Regions from separate parts of the Mus musculus genome. Here region 2 is linked to region 1. The links are chromatin contacts, called in public promoter capture Hi-C maps. All regions are on one chromosome and are shown on one strand. The core of a region is the stretch at or near the end of the contact, and the rest is flanking DNA. Distances in the headings are between cores, read along the strand shown.

What was found. Capture Hi-C pulls out chosen DNA fragments and counts their contacts.
Region 2: a contact with region 1 is called in a promoter capture Hi-C map of adipose tissue. The contact joins the promoter of Plch2 here to the promoter of Tnfrsf14 in region 1. A contact is called at or near these places in 1 of 39 promoter capture datasets (trophoblast stem cells), 1 of 484 Hi-C or Micro-C datasets (nephron progenitors), 3 of 115 datasets of contacts at active chromatin or transcription factors (embryonic midbrain, embryonic stem cells and intestinal villus epithelium) and 4 of 9 other capture datasets (adipose tissue, embryonic stem cells, liver and 1 more).

What each region holds. Positions count from the first base shown.
Region 1 is chr4:154,926,026-154,929,793 of GRCm38.p6, forward strand. Tnfrsf14 (tumor necrosis factor receptor superfamily, member 14 (herpesvirus entry mediator)) reads right to left here and starts at 2,052. Exons shown (of 8, transcript NM_178931.2): 1 at 1,953-2,052; 2 at 1,114-1,222; 3 at 574-699. The coding sequence starts at 2,021.
Region 2 is chr4:155,009,182-155,012,949 of GRCm38.p6, forward strand. Plch2 (phospholipase C, eta 2) reads right to left here and starts at 1,844. Exons shown (of 22, transcript NM_001113360.3): 1 at 1,458-1,844. The coding sequence starts at 1,803.

The DNA of each region.
Region 1 (3,768 bases), core at 802-3,301:
CACACTATGAGTAAGTACGGGGTTATCCTTGTGGGGAGTGTGAGGCCGCCCGATTTATTGCGGGCACTGTAATAAATCCAGAGTCACCCAAGGCTAGTGTATGGAGAGCGTGGGGCTATGGTGGGAACAGAAGCGCTGGCTACCTTACAGCTTCGAATATTCCAGGACCTGTGTCCCCATCCAAATCTGCCCAGGCCCAGGCAGCCATCAGTCTACGAGTGAGCTTTTCCTGGGTTCCTTCATATGAAGGGAAAAATATATATATATAATGGCCACATTGATCCCCAGTGATGTCCCAACGCATGTAAGAGTTCCTTCACGGGCAGGGAAACTGAAGCAGGAAAGAACCTCTCATTACCCACATGAACCAGATAGACAGGGAGAAAAAGAAGCAGGCAATAGAATCTCAGTGATGGGGATGGGGGGGGGGAGGGGAGACACACCCTGAGAACCTGCCCACAATAGCAGGAAGGTCAGGCTGCGGTTCCCTCCATGAGTTGCCCTCTTCTAGAACCAATGCCTGAGCCTAAGTGCTCCAGCAGACCCCACCTCCACCTCCTCAGGTGCTCCTACCTGGATCACAGACTCCGCAGGGCAGACACTTGCTCAGGCCATTTGCATGGGCGGTATATGTCTGTGGGGGACAGGGGGCACACACTGTGCCTGTATGCTCACTGCAGACCTGCTTCACATGGTAACCTGCAGCCAGGACCCACAGTTCCTCAGCAGGGTTGGGGGTTAATCCACAGAAACCTTCCCTTCCCTGTACCCTCACATGGGTCTAGCAAGTATGGCACCAACCACAACTAAAGCCCCACAGGACTTGTTGGCCTTCTGTCTGCCCTCTATGAACAATTCAGAAACACAGAGATGGGGCTTCCTAAATCCCTTAGAACTGGCTCTGACCCCAGCCCACTTTCAGTCTCAGTCTCTGGTTATAAAGCCTGCCCTACCCCCCGGGCCCACCCCAGGCAGTGAACTTCAAAGGTTCCAGACACCGAGGACTATCCCTGAACTGAACACTGTACAGCCGTTGGACTGAGGACCCAGAGGCCCAGAGGCTCAGGACAGGAGTTCCTCCCTGGCACAGCACTTCCTCCTGGGAACTCCCACCTGGGTTGCACATGGGGCAGCACTCGTCTCCCACAAGGAACTCCTCCTGTCTGCATGAGGGCTGGGCAGAGATGCGCTGCAGCAAGTTCAAAAGGAAGACACAAGGCACCTGGGAGAGGAGATGAGTGCTGGAGGAGAGGACTACCTCCATCGCTATGGCTCTCCCTCCCCAACCCCCCCACCAGGCTGGTCCAGGCCCTCAGTGCATGCTCTGCTTCTTGAAGTGAGGAAACAGCACAACTTCAGTGTCTCTGTAGGAGGGGCTCGGGCCCAGGCCTGCTTAACCTACCTTCTGCCTTCATTGCCTGACAGTGTAAGACCTGAGAGGCAGCAGGGTCAGCTGGGGCTGGGAACAGGCTCTTCAGAATCCTAGGGACAGCTGACTGATGGTTAGTATATCCTACTTGAGCAAACAGGATAGACACTCTGTCTGGCTCCTGCTAGCCTGCCCTGATCTCTGTCTCCACTCTGTGAGGGTGCTTATCCTCAGGGACAGAGATACCTATGGTTGGCCTCTTGCTACAGGGCCTGTCCAGAGACAGCCAGGGTTCTGCCAAGGGCTACTATGCTCATAGCACCACCTCCTGCCCTTTAAAGAGAGCCATAGTAGGTGTCTGTGAGTGGAGGCCCGGGAGTGGAGGGGCAGAGGCCTGCCTTCCTGTAGCCTCCCAACCTGAGGTTGTTATCAATTATCTCCAGAGATTTGCAGATCCAAGCAGCATAAAGCCCCGTGAGCTAGCTGCCCAGACAGAGCTAAGGGACAGGAAATGTCTGGGGTGGGCTGTGGCTGGAGTTGGGCCGGAAGGAGCTTGGAGGCTGTAAAGGGCTCGGGAACTCACCAGCCTGAAGGTGTTGTCTGTAGGGGCCTGGCTCCAGGGTGCCGACCCCCATCCTGGGAGAGGTTCCATTTTCTTGATCAAGAAACTTCAGGCCAAGAGCCCCATGGGCTCTGAACCTCCTCACACACTCTCATGAGCCTTGGCAAGGAAAAGTGAAAATGAAAGAAAAAATAGTCTCTCTGACTGAAGTCTGTTAGAGGCAGATGGAGCACATTAAGTACACACGGGGCGTGGTGCTGGGAGGGCCCTAAAGTCCAAACAGAGCCTCAGCTTCAGACTCCATACAGGGACACTAGCAAGTTTTCCCAGCCTGTATATATACCCTCTGGAAGTATGTCTGTCTCCCAGGTCACTACAAACACCTCGGTGCTTACCTTGAATTTTCTGACAGACAAACTGAAATAGGAACCTCTCAGCCTCAGGGAACTGGGAACTTGATCTTTTGACCTACCTCCCAACTCACCCCTCTCACCGGACCCTCCCCCTTTAAGCTTCCAGTCACTTCCCAGACACCACGTCAGGGTTATCCCCATTACCAATTTATCACTGCCCGCTTCTTCAGCCTATACGCTTCTGAGCACATTCGGCGCTAGGAACAGGAGCCAGCCTTCTTTATCTTCTAAGGGTGAAGCAGGGTTTCTTATCATCTTTGAGCAGGCTATGGGCTTCTCTAACTGGCCCCTGAGCGGGACTAGGCGGAGCAGACTAATTTTCCTTTTGCAGATGAGGATGGGGGCTTTGAGTAGGACTACAGGGTAGTATGCTGGGCTTCCTCAGCCCACAGACTGGCTGAGGTCATGGGGTGGGGGCCTACTACAGACCTAGGCTGTTGAGAGCTTTTGGTGCTTCTAGGAATCTGGCATCTGTCACTGGGCTCAGACAAAGAAGTCGGCATGTCAGAAACAATGACCACGGGGCTTTGTTTACTGCTTTGCTGACCACTTAACGTTAGCCTTGTGTCATCCTTGCGCTTACTACTTGTCACATCCTTGGTCACTCTCTTGTGTGGTCTCCTTGTTTACTACTTGTTTACTTGGTTGCTTTGTCTTTGATCTAAGAACTGACCATGGGTTTTGTTTGTTTGTTTTTGTTTTGTTTTGTTGCATAAACCTAGAATGATATAAAAGCAGGCGGGAGAGAAACAGCTGCTTCAGCCGCGGTACGGGCTGGAGTCAGGTTATAGTGTTGTCTGTTTTCTTTTTCAATACTCACTCCCTCCCTTGAGACCCTGTTGACTGGCTGAGCTGGCTTGGTCACGAGGCTCCAAAGAGAAATAAGGAACCCCAAAGGCGCACAGAACATGAAGCTCCTCCAAGATTCTTTGACCAGGGCTACTGTGCGTCTCTCAACCCCTCGACTGACCGTTAAAACTAACCACAAATTATTGCTCCAGCTGAATCGGTCACCACCCTCATAGGTTTGGCTGGCCCTGGACTGATTTCCCTCATAGCTGGGACCTGCCCACACCCAGAACAACACACCCTGTTCCAATGAACCCTGTGAGCCAGGCTAGAGGACACCTGGCCCTGACCCAACGACAGCTCTCTCTGGGTTTTGACTCTGAGTTTTGGTTACTATTGTAGTGATGAAACACCATAACCAAAAGCAACATGAGGAAGCGAGGGTTGGTTGGGTTACACTTCCACATTGTAAGTTACCAGAGGAAGTCAGGAAAGGAACTCAAAAAGGGCTGATGCCTAGAGACAGAAACTGATGCAGAGGCTATGGAGGGATGCTCCTTACTGGCTTGTTATCCATGACTTATTCAGCCTGCTTTCTTATAAAATTCAGGACCACAAGCCCAGGGATGGCACCA
Region 2 (3,768 bases), core at 594-3,093, 83 kb after region 1:
CAGACAGACAGATAGACAGAAGCTATGAGAGCCCTGGTAATTTCACCTCACTCCCAAGGGCCTGTGTGGTCCTGTCCAAACATGAGACAGACAGGTTACCACCCCTTCTCTGCTGGACGCAGGCCCACTGGAGGTGGGTTGAGGCACCAGGGAAGACATTCGGCACTGGCCTGTCCCCTGACACCTGGGCCAGTCCAAGAAACCACTGAGATCCTAAGTGGCCTTTGCTCAGACTGCCAAATAGTCAGAGACAAAGACCAAAGCCCAGACCACTGTACAGGGAGCTCCCAGAAATGGGCACAAGGTGGACCTAGGCACCATGCACCAAACCTGGCAGCTAGCCTGTGCCATGGGCCACTCCTGACAGCCTACTGACCCTTCTGTGGCATCACCAGGAACATCACCTGTCTCATGAGCAGCCAAGTCAGCGAGAAACCCTATAGAAAGGCACAGAGCTGGGAGGCTGAGGTGCTGGGTTCAAGTCCATAGCTTATTCCTCTCCCCTTGAGCCACCTGCCACCTCCTTTGTCAACTTCTGTCCCAGGGGAAGGACTTCAGGCCAGACCCAAGCCTATCTATGCCTAGGAAACCCAGGAGCCAGGGGGACAAATCTCCTGAGTGCCAGCAATGAAACATCAGCAGACAGGAGGTGCAGAAAACCACAGTGGTGCCAGGTCAGATGGCTTTCTGGAGGAAGCTCTTACTGGCCATAAGCAGAGGGGAACTGTAGGCATGGGGTGGAAAGTCAAGGTAGATAGGGCTCTCTAGGGGACACAGCCAGTGGGGACACAAGCGTGGTTGCTTAGTGCATTTGAGGTAGCGTTTGGGGACAGAGACTACTCTAGAACCCTGATGTGGTTCTAGAGTTAAGCCACTGAATGTGCACCTTCTGCTGCTGGAGCAAGGAGCAGCAAGTGAACCAGGCATCCCTGACCAGGGCCTCCGCCACTCCACACACTGAACCCTTCTACTGGCCACCCAACAGCCCTTTCCTTCTGTCCAGTGCTTCACAGTACAGGGCCTCCCTGACACCATCTAGAGACCATTGTGTCTACACCTGCATGCCTCCATAGCTACACTGAAGGTATTGTTGCCCCACAAAATTCCAAGGACCCCCCTCAGAAAGAGCTCTGAAGCCACATGAGCCACCCCCATACCCCCAGCACATTCAACCAGGGCTTTCTGGCTCCAGTTCTGCCTTGCCTTCTTCCCACTTGGAGTTCACCCTCCAAGCTCTGCTAAGGAGGTGGACAGGATTTCTGGCTGGGGGCAAAGAGGCAATGTTTCTGGGCCTGGAGATCCCAGAGGAAGAAGCAAAGGAATTGGGATGTTGGTGTGGCGAAGGAAGGATCCCAGGCCCCAGAGGCAGCCCTAACTTCCATAGGAAGCTATGCATCCTGTGGCCCCATAGGGCTTGGCCAGTCCCTAGGAGGGACTTGGTTTTTGCCCTTTCTTACCTACAAGGCTGAGCTGCCATCTTGGTGACACTACCACGCTCCCTCCAACCCAGAGGAGTACCTCTGCCAGGCAAGCCACGGCTCCTGTGGTCTGGCTGGCAGCAGACGGCTGGGGACCAGGCATATCCAAGCCGTAGTCCCCCAAGCCAAAAGGGACCCTCAGCGACAGGCCAAGCTGAGGTGTCAGCTGGCACAGGGGCTCCTCAGGGATCCCCTTCTCTCCTCTACCTCTTCGTCTTCCTCCTTGGAGCCCACTGAAGCCCCGCAAGGGCTGTTCCCAGGTCCCACTGGCATTGACCCAACTGCTGCCTGCGGCCCTGGATGGTCCCCAGGCCAGTCCGCCCATCCTCTAGAACCTCCAGGCCTATTTGAAGAAGATGAATGCCAGGGGTGGGGGAGCTGCCAAGCCTCACCCTGCCATCCTTGGCCAATCCGCCCAGTAATCCTGCTGGATTCAGCCCAGCTGGACAAAGGATTTAGGCCAGGGGAGGGCCCAGCTGCCAGCTCAGAGCAGGCTGCTTCATGAGCCACCAGACTCATGTTTGAGGCTGAGGCAAGGTAACAGGTTAGGCATGGGACCCTCCTGGGACATAAAACAGTGCTTACAAGACCAGGAGTGAGGGCCTCTGTGAGGACACTGCCCCCCAGGAGAGTCTGTCTGTCCACAGGTGTGGTCCTACATGAGGCTGTCTTCCTAACCCTGCCCATCCAGAGCTGGTATCTGTGTCTTTGTTTTGAGCTCTCACTTCCTGCTACTTGAAATCCTTGTACGTATAAGGACTTCCAACTTGATCCCCACTGTGTGGTAGTGAGCTGGTCCACAGATGGGACAAAAAAAGCAGACGCATGCTGTCCCAAACCCCAGGGCCAAGAACCCAGTCCCCTTTGGCTGGAGGCCAGAGCTAAGCCAGCGCAGGGCCAGCTAAGGCTAGGCAAGACAGGACAGACCTTTCTACTTTGACATCCAGTATGGGAAGGAGAATGTAGGTTCCCTGAGCCTTGTGCAGATTCCACTCCAAATCCCAGCCCTTCCCCACCCCCCAGCTGCCTTCTTCCCATGCCCAACAGAACCAAAGCTGTGGGGATATCCCACTACCCAGGGCACATTATCACTGTACTCTGCACCCAAGGCTGGACATATCCGGGTATCCAGATCTCTCATGACAGTCTCCTGACCCAGAGAGGACCCTGATCATCTGCCAGGACACCGGCCACCACTCCACACCAGCCTATGGGGCCACTGAGCATCTAAGACGTGCTCATCACTGCATTCAACTTTGCATGGTTTACTCAGGGCAAGCAGAGACAGGAGAGATGGTTAAGAAAGGGAGGTGGGGTTTCATCTCAGCTTCACCGCCTCTGGATCACGGCACCCCAGCTTCCTCCCTAACCAGGCTTCTGTTTCTGGCAAGGGACAGCTCATCCTGGGAGTCCTTGCCGGGGGAGGGGGGACTCCACATCCAATAGCCACATCACCCTGCTTCACAAAGTAGCCTGGGTACCCCTGTCCAGCCCACCCTCTTGACCCTGGCCTGCCTGTTCATGTGTCCTGGACAACAGGAAGCTCAGCCAGAAGGAATCAGGACCCACTGGGCCAGATCCAATATAATCAACTCACAGCCAAACCCAGGACCCAATTAGGAGCCTTGGCCAGAGGCCTTGCTGGCTGGAGGTGGACAGGCAGCCTGCCCTCTCTGCCACAAATTAGCATAAGGAACCATTTACCACCAGGACAGGAAGTAGCACAGCCCTGGCGCTCCCCAGGGAGACAGGCCACAGGAGATCCTGACCTGATGGCATGGTCACCTGTGTAGGTGAAGCCCGGGATCCCCAGTGAGTAGTGGATAAAAGCTGGGGTCTTTGTTGTTGTTTTTGTTTTTGTTTTTTAAATCCAGGTGTCAGGAAAACCGTGGGCTGCTAAGGCTGGGCAAGATGGGACAGGCATTCTTAATGCTTCACCCTGGATGACATTTATGCTGTCCACATCCCTACAGCCCTCCCTAGGCCTCCAGTGACCATGCCACTGCACTTCCCATTTGATACACACACACACACACACACACACACACACACGCACACACACGCACACGCACACACACACACCACTGTATACCAGAATTTCCAGATGTCCTGTTCTCTCTAGGTACCCTACCTTTGGACACACCTTCTCTTCCCTTGTCTGGGCCTAGCCCAGTCTAGGGCCACTCACGCTTCCCAAATCTCTCCAGAGCTGGCTACTTCTGCCCTCTCCCCCATCTGCTTTTAGCCATCCACCAGTCAGTCTCCCACCGTTCTCTAGGAGTTAGCTGCC